Linked DNA regions of Sus scrofa: region 2 is linked to region 1. Evidence: chromatin contacts called from public Hi-C data. All regions are on one chromosome and are shown on one strand. The core of a region is the stretch at or near the end of the contact, and the rest is flanking DNA. Distances in the headings are between cores, read along the strand shown.

The links. Hi-C and Micro-C count contacts between places; a contact is called where the count stands out from the background.
Region 2: a Hi-C map of fetal skeletal muscle shows a contact between it and region 1, with 3 times the contacts expected there. The contact joins two enhancer-like sites. A contact is called at or near these places in 12 of 47 Hi-C or Micro-C datasets (embryonic fibroblasts, fetal skeletal muscle, heart right ventricle and 7 more).

The regions. Positions count from the first base shown.
Region 1 is chr3:49,029,242-49,034,773 of Sscrofa11.1, reverse strand. No RefSeq gene overlaps it. Among named protein-coding and RNA genes, the nearest start is that of C3H2orf40, 61 kb to the right of the region's middle. Within about 2 kb of position 2,218, at least 32 of the 83 cell types and tissues checked have an H3K27ac peak or open chromatin away from gene starts, as enhancers often do. A contact at or near this core is called in fetal skeletal muscle and skeletal muscle, where this site is marked.
Region 2 is chr3:49,446,914-49,452,192 of Sscrofa11.1, reverse strand. It overlaps FHL2 (four and a half LIM domains protein 2), which reads right to left. Exons shown (of 6, transcript XM_021087113.1): 6 at 3,734-5,279. Among named protein-coding and RNA genes, the nearest start is that of C3H2orf49, 16 kb to the left of the region's middle. Within about 2 kb of position 3,157, at least 4 of the 83 cell types and tissues checked have an H3K27ac peak or open chromatin away from gene starts, as enhancers often do. A contact at or near this core is called in fetal skeletal muscle and skeletal muscle, where this site is marked.

The DNA of each region.
Region 1 (5,532 bases), core at 969-3,468:
TGCAGGCCTCAGTCTCTGGGGGAGAGCTTGAGCTTCCCTGGGGAGTAGTAACCTGAAGGCTGATGCGGAGTGCAGAAAGGGGCTCTATTGTCATGCATCACAGTTAGGAATCACCAGGTCATTTTAATCCTATGGGGTTTCAACATCTTCATTTGCAAAGATTATGTCTGTATTTTACAGAGAAATTATGAGCATCAGACAAGTACAGAAGCCCTTGCTAATAATACTCTAGGCATCAAGAAGCCCACTGATCTGTCCAGGCTTGTAGTGTCCTGGTCAGCGGTTGCCAACCCTATGGACTATCACAGTCACCCGAGTCAGGAGTAGACACTTTCCAAGCCGTCTCCAGAGTGTCTGATGCCACAGGTCTAGGGAGGAGCCTGAGAATCTTATGGCTCAAGAGATAATTTGTTAGTGTGTATTATAATTTAATATATGTAGAGGTTCTGTTTCTCCAAAGGACCCTAACACACAGCTGCATGTGCAACCCTAACTGAGCCAAAAGGCAGGCTAAGCAGAGCAAGAGGGATGTGGTCCCTGCTGCTCACGTTTAGAAAGGAGAGAAGGGAGTTCCCGTCGTGACTCAGTGGTTAACAAACCTGACTAGTATCCGTGAGGACGCAGGATTGATCCCTGCCCTCGCTCAGTGGGTTAAGGATCTGGTGTTGCTGTCAGCTGTTGTGTACACGTGGCTCAGATCCCACATTGCTGTGTCTGAGGTGTAGGCTGGCAGCTATAGCTCCGATTTGACCCCTAGCCTGGCAACATCCATTTGCCATGGGTGCGGCCCTAAAAAGACACATACACACACAAAGGAGAGAAGGCAGCGGGCAGCTGTTCTTAGAAACATGGGGGTGGTTGTAGGGGCACATGGGAGCGGGGATCATTCTGGTCTGGGGGAGCCCAGAACAACGGTACAACCATGACCCCGGTCATTCTGATGTTCTCAGTCTGATCAGCAGAGATGGTCCCAGGCCGGGTAGGCAGCTGGTCTGCAGCCCTGGGAGCAATGTGATGGGACTGCAGCCTCTGCCGGCCCCTCTGCTGACGTCAGACCCGGCCTGCAGCCCAGCCTCGCTGTCGCCGACCTCTGCCCTGAAGCTTCTCCCTCCCGTTTTGTTTCCTTGCTTTGTCCCTATAATCAGCCTGATTTCCAGTCTTCCAACATCACAAGGCCTCTTCCACCACCCATGGTTCCTCGGCAGTTCTGTTTTCAGACAAAAGCCCGGGACGCTTGCCCAGGGTCCATTACATTGAAAGCCCCGCCTCCAGCAGCACCTGCTACTCCTCTGACCCAGCCCCTGATTCTGCAAGACTCTATAGTTTTCCCTGGTGCAGATTCCAAGCAGGCCAAGAGCTGGGGTTTGGCTGATCAGAGGCTCCCGGGAACCCTGCCAATGGGAGGCAGTGGGGTGTCTTGTAACCTCAGAGGCGACATCTTTCAGAACCATCACAGGCTAACCTTGGCGGCGCTTGAAGCCATTTGGAGATTAGGAGCCGCTGTCCACTGGAGAGGACACTATTGACACCGAGCCCCCTCTGCTGGGCCTGTTTGGGACAAGTTGGGCTTTGTGTCCTTCTATCAAAAGGAAGTTTACCAAAAGGCGTCACCAGGAGCAAAGGGCAGCCGTTTCCTCCAGGGAAAGCAGCGCGGTTCAGTGAGAGCCTTTTGTCCAGATCCACAAGCGAGGAACCGGGGAGCCTGTGGGTCCCTGTCCTGCTCAGCAGGAACCAAGTACGGAATGCGAGCTGGGCGAGGCTGGGGCCCTCGTTCCGGGGCCGGCCTGGCTCCTGGATGGACTCCAGCGGCAGGACAGTTCAGGTCTGTGGAACGAGAGGCAGCATCTTTGCTCCTTCCTTCCAGGTCCACTGCCTCGAGGGTGGATCCCTTCTCCTGGCCCTTCAAGCTTGTGGTTTATGGGAGCCCTGGTGTCAGTATCACCGAGCACACACTGGGCCTGACCCTGTCACTTCCTCCTCAGTGTCCCCTGCCCCCAGCAGCTGTGGCCTGGTGCTGGGCAGGAAATCAGGGTGATTGAGGGGCACCAGCTTTCTGTCCACTGGCCGCAGTGGGGGGCCCAGCCAAGGACTCCGAGGCCCTGGAAGAGGGGGAGCCACAGATGAAGGAGTCTGGTTTCTATGTGACATGTGCAGCCCAGGCCCTGGGCCCTTAGCCACCGACTGCCCTGGACTGTGAGCCGAGTGGTAAATAAGCCTGATTGTGTCAGTCTGCTGCCCCCCAGGGGCCGTATCTCAGGAATTAGACTACCCGCCCTAAAGGTGGTGACAAGACCCAGGTCCACGTTGATGCAGGGATCATGCGGCTTAAGGGGAGGGGCTCCCAGCACCCACCCATCCTGGGAAGTACCCTGGAGCCCTGGGTGTCCTAGTTCCTCACTGCCTGGGCCTCTCCCCACACTCAGGCTCCGGAAGATATCCCTATGTTTCCAGCGCTTGCATCCCCCTCCTTTGCTTTCTTGCTCCCTCCCCCTCCCCCTTGGAGCAGGGCAGAAGTTGTCATTTATATTTTGCATATCTTTCAGGGCTCAGAGTGTAACTTTCAATAGGTCAAAAGTATGGTGTCATCTGAAGCTTGAGTCAATACTGTCAAAGACATATTCCATGAGTTCCCATCATGGACTCAGTGGATGGCAAACCCAGCTAGCATCCATGAAGATGCAGGTTTGATCCCTGGCCTTGCTCAGTGGGTTAAGGATCCAGTGTTGCTCTGAGTTGTGGTGTACGTTGAAGACACGGCTTGGATCCCAAGTTGCTGTGGCTGTGGTGTAGGCCTGTAGCTAACAGCTCTGATCGGACCCCAAGCCTGGGAACCTCCATATGACACAGGTGCGGCCCTAAAAAGACCCCCCCCCAAAATACCCAAAAACCTATTACATCTGTAACAGGAGAACCTGCAGAATAAAAATGGTGGTTTAGAAAGCCATTTAAGGAACTGGCTATGCATATAGGTATTTTGAAAAACAGGATGCAGAATAAGCAGAATAAGGTTTTTGGTTCTATCCACAGATCTATGGCTAATGTTCAATGGGGCTGTGTCACAGAACCATAGCTTCTCCAGTGGAGGGAATGGCCTCACACACAGGACATGGGACGTGTATGGAGCATGCACTGAGCACTGTGTTATAGCTTAAGTGAGGCCGAATAAAAACTCAGGTAGGTAGTGTAGGAATATGGGCTTCGATATGTTCTTTGATATGGTTATTGATTAACATCCGTGACTTACGGGCTCCAGAGAGTAACATCCTCACTGGCCTTGCTTACGACAGGGAGTAGATCTGCTTTACATCCAGGTGGGCATTAATCTCTAACCCACTCCTCCACTGATAGGAAAGGAATGAAAGGAATGGCGACTCCTAGACTAGGGAAGGGAAGGGCAAAGGAACCATGACTTAGTGACTATTTCCACCCCTAAGACCCCTATTGGCCAAGGACTGATATAGGTGAACTGGGCAAGGCCAATGGGAAAAAGAACTGATATCTAGACCCCACATTGGTACCTCCACATCTTTAAGAGATAAAACCCCCATAGAACAATAGAGAGGGGGACTCTTCTTCCCCCGTCTCAGCCTGTCCTCAGAGCTGTTTGCTTTCCTGTTATAAGGACTTTTGCTTTCTTGCTTGCTTCCTGTGTGTTCTCGGAGTTTATTCTTTGGCTCCGTGGACAAGAATCCGGATTCTGGTAACATCTTTCCAGTAACATAAGGATGGATTTCCCAAAGCCCTCACTCCTGAAAGGGAGGGAGCAGCTGAAGTCATTTGGAGCCCATTTTTCCAGGTGGTGTGAAAGGAGCATGTATGGGGCTAAGAGTGGAAACAGGGACAAAAGGGCAGAGCTGGAAGGGGACAGGAGATGGTGGTCAGCGGTCAGCGAGGCAGGGAGTGAAGTCGTGAGCTCTGCCACGTCTTGCAAGTCTAACACCCCATTTGTGGACTCTGTTTCTAGATAAGGGAAAACACAGTCCCAGGTTCCAAAGGACAAAAGCTCGTTTACTCATTTAGTTCACTGAGGGCCCGTGAGTACATTTGAGAGGTTGTACAGCCTAGTGCCCAGAGTCTGTGATGCTGTGTCGGATACTTAACGGCTTTGCTGAGAGGGCAGGTTCTTATCACACACACACAAACAGTAATAAAGAGGGCGGGAGGCGTATGCTTAAAGCACAGATCAAGGTGGTGGTTTCACAGGTGTATGTTCATCTCCAAACTCATCAAGTTTTATACATTACGTACAAATAGACTTTTGTACATCAATCATAACTCAATAAAGTGGGTTTTTAGGAGTTCCCATCATGGTTCAGCATAACAAACCAGACTAGGATCCATGAGGATGCAGATTCAATCCCTGGCCTTGCTCAGTGGGTTAAGGATCCAGTGTCGCCGTGAGCTGGGGTGTAGGTCGCAGACGTAACTCAGATCCTGTGTTGCTGTGGCTGTGGTGTAGGCTGGCAGCTATAGCTCCAATTCGACCCCTATCCTGGGAATTTCCATATACTGCGGAGGCGGCCCTAAAAACACCCAAAAAAGGTCTGTTTTCTATAGAAAAAAACCAAAAAGCTACCAGTGCTTCTAGAACCCCGCTCCTGCCCCTTCCTGTCACCAGGTTCCCAGTGGTGACCCCTCTCCTAACCTCTGACACCGTAGATGCCTTTAGCCTGTGTCTGCACTTTATGGAAATGTCACCATACAGTGGGTATTCCTTTGGGCCCAGTTTCTTGCATGGAATATTCTCTTTATGCACACATTAATTCACACTGTTGCATGTGGTTGGAGAGCATCTGTGCTCCTTAGGTTATGGAATTCCACAGTGTCCAAGGACCACAGTTAGTTTATTAGAGACGTGGTTTTAAAACACATCTGATTAGTGTCATTTTCTAGACTGGACACAACATAGCGAAGAACCTCCATGTTCTTCAGTTAATCCCGAAAGGAAGGTTTCCTATAGGCTTAAATTGTACCTCACAGCCCAGCTCTGGGCACCTGCCTTCCAGGTAATGAGCATGAAGTTAAAACACCCTGTTTAACTCCCGGGAGCCCCCTGACCAGCCGCACCTGGGAATGGCTGCAGGTGGAAGCCGTGAACACATCCCTTCAGAGGATGCAAGGGACCTGGAAATGCTTGGCTTTACTCCCGCCCCTCTGAGCAGAAAAGGAGCCTGACTCCTAACTCAGGGAAGGTGGTTCTTTTGGGCACAAGCACACCATCTTCTCGGTCCGCTGGCTTTCTGGATAAAGTCTCTAGTCCTTGTCCCCACAACTCCTCTCTGGATTTCTTGGCCTGTCATGCAGGGAACAGTACAAGTCTGGACTCCGAAACAGACTTCGGCAAACGCAGGAAAGAACCTTGCTGCCCATGGCCCGGCAGGCCCAGTTGGGGAATATTGAATAAGGCCCTAGCGGCTGCCAGGGCCCCTTGTGCTGAGGACCTGCCCTTCAAAAGTCCCCAAAGCAGCACCAGGTGCCCCAGAGCTTGGCAGCTGGAACTAGGAATGGACATTTGGGAGCCGTCAGGATCCA
Region 2 (5,279 bases), core at 1,908-4,407, 420 kb before region 1:
TAGAGGGGAAATTGGCACAACATTGCAAATCAACCATAATTTAAAAAAAAAATTTAAAAAGGAGTAAGCCTGCTCTGCTGAGGTGGGGAGGAGAGTAAAGAAGAGATAGGTCAGAGGAAAGAACGGGAAAGGCAGAGGAAGAAGGGATGAGGTGGGAGAACTGAAGCACAGCATGCTGGCTCACACACAGCGCCACAGCCAAAACCCCGTCACTAGGATGGGGAGAGAGACTGCCCCCCAGTGTTCATGTGTTAGAATAACCAGGTGGAATATCGCTGGCTGGCTGTGTTGACAGAAAAGATGCTGTAAAAGGACCATTCAGGGAGTTCCTGTTATGGTGCAGTGGAAACAACCCCGACTAGGAACCATGAGGTTTCAGGTTCGATCCCTGGCCTCACTCAGTGGGTTAAGGATCCAGTGTTGCTGTGGGCTGTGGTATAGGCCACAGATGTGGCTCAGATCTGGGCTGTAGCTCCAATTCAGTCACTAGCCTTGTAACCTACATATGCCGTGAGTGTGGCCCTAAAAAGCAAAAAAAAAAAAGGACCATTCCGTACAGGAAACTAAAAGGTGATAACACAACATATTTTAAGTTTTTTAATTTTTATTGATATATCATAAAAAGTCCATTTCAGTTCAGTGAATCTACATACATATATGTATGTGTATATATATATATATATACATATATGTGTTTATATATATAAAACCACTACCCATTTCAGTTCAGTCCATTTCAGTTCAGTGAATCTACATACATATATGTATGTGTGTGTGTGTTTATATATATAAAACCACTACCCAGATCAAGATATGGAACAAGGCTGACACTTTCGGTAAAGGGCCAGATAGTAAAAATTTTAGGTTTTGTGGGCCATGCAGTGTGTAAATGAATGGACATCACTGTGTTCCAGTGTAACTCTTTTTAGGAAAACAGGCAGAGGGAAGGATTTAGCACATGAGCCATAGTTTGCCAACAACATAGTGTTTCCAGCACCCAGAAAGTTCCCTCATGCCCTTCCCATTCAGAGGGTAACCACAAGTCTGGTTTCTATCTCTATAGTTTAGTTTCACCTGCTAACATCTGCCTTACACCCTTTTATGTATGTGTTTTATTTCAAGAATTTAATAAGAGGTCTTGGGATTTCCCATAATGGCTCAGCAGTAATGAACCTGACTAGGATCCAAGAGGACACAGGTTCGATCCCTGTCCTCACTCGGTTAAGGATCTGGCGTTGCTGTGAGCTGTGGTGTAGGCTGCAGACGTGGTTTGGATCCTGCATGACTGTGGTGTAGGCTGGCAGCTGCAGCTCCAACTCAACCCCTAGCCTGGGAACTTCCATATATTTTGGGGCCCTAAAAACCAAAAAACCAAAAAAAAAAAAAAAAGAATTTAAGGTAAAAAGTCTGGCTTAATGAAAAGGATTTATTATAGAATGATTTTATTTTTGAGCCTGTCAGGAACACAGTGTAGTGCATTGATTCCAGCGACAGGGCTGTGTAGTTAGGGGTAGAGGTAGAGGTCTTTTGTGTGTGGTCAGACTTGAGGTGGGCGTGACAGCTCAGACCTCAGCTCACCTCTTTCAGAATTTTTCCTTTTATCTTTGCCTTTCAACATTTTGAATGTGATGTGTCTGGATGTGGGTCTCTTCGCATTTTTCTTTCTTTGAGTTTATCATGCTTCTTGGCTGTGCATTTTTAGACAAATGTTTTTTGTTGAATTGGGGGAAGTTTCCAGCCATTAATCCTTAAAATATTTTTCTGTCCCTTTTCTGTCTCCTCCCCTGGTACTCCATCATGCATATGTTGGTATGTTTAGCGATATTCCACAGTGTCTCTATTTCCCTTCATTCTCTGTTTTTCAATTTCTTTTCTTTTTTTTTTTCTTTTTAGGCCCTCACCCTCAGCATATGGAGGTTCCCAGGCTAGGGGTCGAATGGGGAGCTGCAGCTGCTGGCCTACACCACAGCCACAGCACCAGGTCCAAGCTGCATCTGCGACCTACGCTGCCCCTTGTGGCCATACCAGATCCTTAACCCACTGAGCAAGGCCAGGGAGCAAATTTGCATCCTTGTGGAGACTATGCTGTGTTCTTAATTCTCTGAGGCACAATGGGAGCTCCTGTTTTTCAAGTTCATAATCTTTGTTGATCTATCTTCAAGTTCACTAATGTTTTTCTTCTCCCAACTGAAATCTACTATTGACCCTTCTAGTGAATTTTGTCATGCACTTTTCAACTCCAGAATTTCTATTTGATTCTTTTCTTACCCTGTTTACCTCCTTATTAACCAATACCTCAGTTCTCTGAGGAGTGACTGTTCTCATGACCATCCCTTCAATTCTTTAAACGCTCAGCAGTGTTTGCTCTGAGAATCTGGTGTGGCTTGGGAATGTGTTCAGGCCTGTCCAGTCCCACTCTGACTGTCCCTGAGTGGGTACAGCCTGCACGCTCCTGGCCCCCAGGGCTGAGTGGGATTCTGGGATGGCTCTTCTTAGCTCTTTCCCTTGTTAAACTTCAAACTGGGCTGCCATTTTGCTTTTTGCTATTGGTATCCTGGAGCCCCCAGCCCCCTCTTAACTGTCTGCCACCAAGATCGCTCTTGATTTTGACAGTCCCCTCAGGCACAGATTTCTCTATTCTTGGTACCAGATAAAAAGTCAGTGCTCTCGGTGCAGAGCTGCTGAGTTGCCATTCGCAGAGCCTGGGGCAGGACTCCTCCATAAGTAGGTGCTGGGAAGTAGGGGGGCTGGTAGCCCCCAGTCTTCTCAGAGCACACCTTCCAATGTGAAAACTCCACCCTGTGAGCAGGCTGGTGCAGGGGGGATCAGAGCCCCCCCCCCCCGATTTTCAGCCTCTTCCCCTGGGGCAGAGCCCTGGACCATGGGAGCCCTTCCACTCCTGGCTGCAACTGCCCAGAGCAGAGCTTCTGTCATGTGACACGGGGAGTGGGGGCAGGACAGGATCGGCTGTGGCTCAGATGCCACAGGGGCTCACTCTTCTCATTAACATGCAGATTTTCCTGAATAAATGTCTCTCCATTTGCTGTATGCCTCTGGGGATATTTTCAGAGACTAAGTTATTCGGTCTGTATAAATAGTTCCCAGCTAAAGCACTGTTTCACTGGCAGAGGGTCAGCTGAGCTCTGCACCTTTCCATTCCAGAAGTCCCTCCCTGGCAGTTGTTTGAGCCTTGGCTGGGCTGCTTGGAGTCCAGTGGTTCAGCTAGAGATTTGTAGGGCTTTCATGCACATACCATGAGGCTCTCTTTTCTAGAACTTTCCCATTTACTTCCCAGGATCTGTTTGTCCCCAGCTCTGCCCTCTGGTTCTGCAAGCCAGTGAGCTGGCCCTGAGCTCAGAGCCGTAAGAGTGGGAAACCCTCCCTCTTCTTCAAAGACTTCCCTCCAAAGACTTCCTGCTGTGGGTCATGCTCCTGGATTTCCAAATTTTTAAAAATATTTTTGTCCAGGAGTTCTCTTGTGGTGAAGCAGTTTGAGGATCTGGCATTGTCGCTGCTGTGGCACAGGTCCAATCTCTGGCTTGGGAACTTACACATGATGCAGGAGCAGCCAAAACACACACATATATATAATTTGTCCAGAATGGTTGTTACTTGAAGGAGGTTGTTATTCCAACAGAGCTACTCGCTAGACATGGAATTGTGCTCCATCTAGTGTATCATTGGTTTTAATGAAGATCAGGGAAAATGTTCCATCATGAAGACATAGAAAAAATTTTTTTTGAATTTTGCTATTTTTATTTTAAAAAGCACATTTGCAAGAATGCATTTACCTTTATATCATAAAGTAAGAGCCAGCAAAGCAACTAACAAGGTGGAGGGGGGTGGTGGTTATTTTTTTTGAGCAAAGCCTCCAGCCAACAGACCATACAGCCAGAGGCCCGTTTCAGCCACAATCAAGCACTTCTCACAGTGACCAGCACTCAGATTAAGAAACTGGCTTCACAGATGCTCTGCGTAGGTGGGACTTGAGTTCAACCAGATTTTTCTGCTGCATAGCCGATCATTGTATCATACTGCATTATCTTAGAAAGCTAAGGACAAAAAAATCACAGTTGTTATCCCAAAAAGAACCATGCCATGCCCTACCTGGTAAGTTGGCATAAATTCCACATGCCAAGGGCGTGGCCAAAAAAAGGTGAGCACAAAAACCTTAACCTCTTGATGTGCAGTGATTTTTTGGGGTTTTCTGGGTCTAGGGCATAGCGAACCTTTAGAAGTCAGCTCAGGAGCCTACCTGAAAAGGAGTGTTCTATTTAGAGCTGTGATTTCCCTTCTTATCCTTCAGAAACACTCACAGAAGGCTCCCAGGTGGCCTCAGTTGCCCAGGTGTTGACAAAATACAGGTGCGCAGGACATCAACTCTGGTCTGGAGTCACCTGTGCCTCCTGTAAGCCTCCACTCACGGAGGAGAAGGCAGGCAGGTGTGAGGGCTTGGCCGGGAGCACAGGAGAGCATCGAGCTCTGTCCAGAAAAGTGACCCAGTGCTGCCCGCACGTCCATCAGCTCACGTGCTGTCGCTTATGTCACCACATCCTAGGCTGAGCATTAAATTCCCAGGGAGTCTGGGAAAGGGTCAGAGAGGAAGGCAGCTGCCCTGGTGCTGACTGCGGCTTCCTTTTCGATAAAAGGCCTGATGCAATTTCAGTCCGTCAGAGCCCTAGTGGAAGCTGCAGTCAAGTGTTGTTTATGCTGAGACCCTTAACGTTTCATATTTGACCCACTGCACTTGACATAAGATTTCCTCCCGGATCACTTTATCGTGAGCCGGCTCACCTTGCTTTGGGCTCCACGTGACAAAGTTACGGCCTTGGAAATACCATTTTTTTGGCTTTGGCGGGTATTGGCTTGATGTGAGATCTCAGGTCCCAGGCCAGGGATTACTGCCCCTGGCTGTAGCCGCGAAAGCGCCAAAAGCCAAGCACTAGGCCACCGGTCAACGCCCTGACACCAACCCTTCATTAACTCGCGGTAATTGCACTTAATAATTAAAGACACAGTGAAAGAAAGGTCGGTCTATAAAGATAGCATTCAAAAGGATGTTTCCACTCGGATTGTCCTTGCGTGATTCCACGAATGCACAACCACCTCCCACTTCGGGCTCCAGGACCTCCTTCCCTAGGCCTCAGGCACAAGCGCGGAGCAAGGCTGTAAACAGGTGTGGGCGGCACAGGTAGCAGGCGGGGCCGGGGGCCGCGGCACCACCTGGGGGCGGGGCGCGGCGGGGCGGGGCGGGGCGGGGCGCGGCGGGGCGGGGCGGG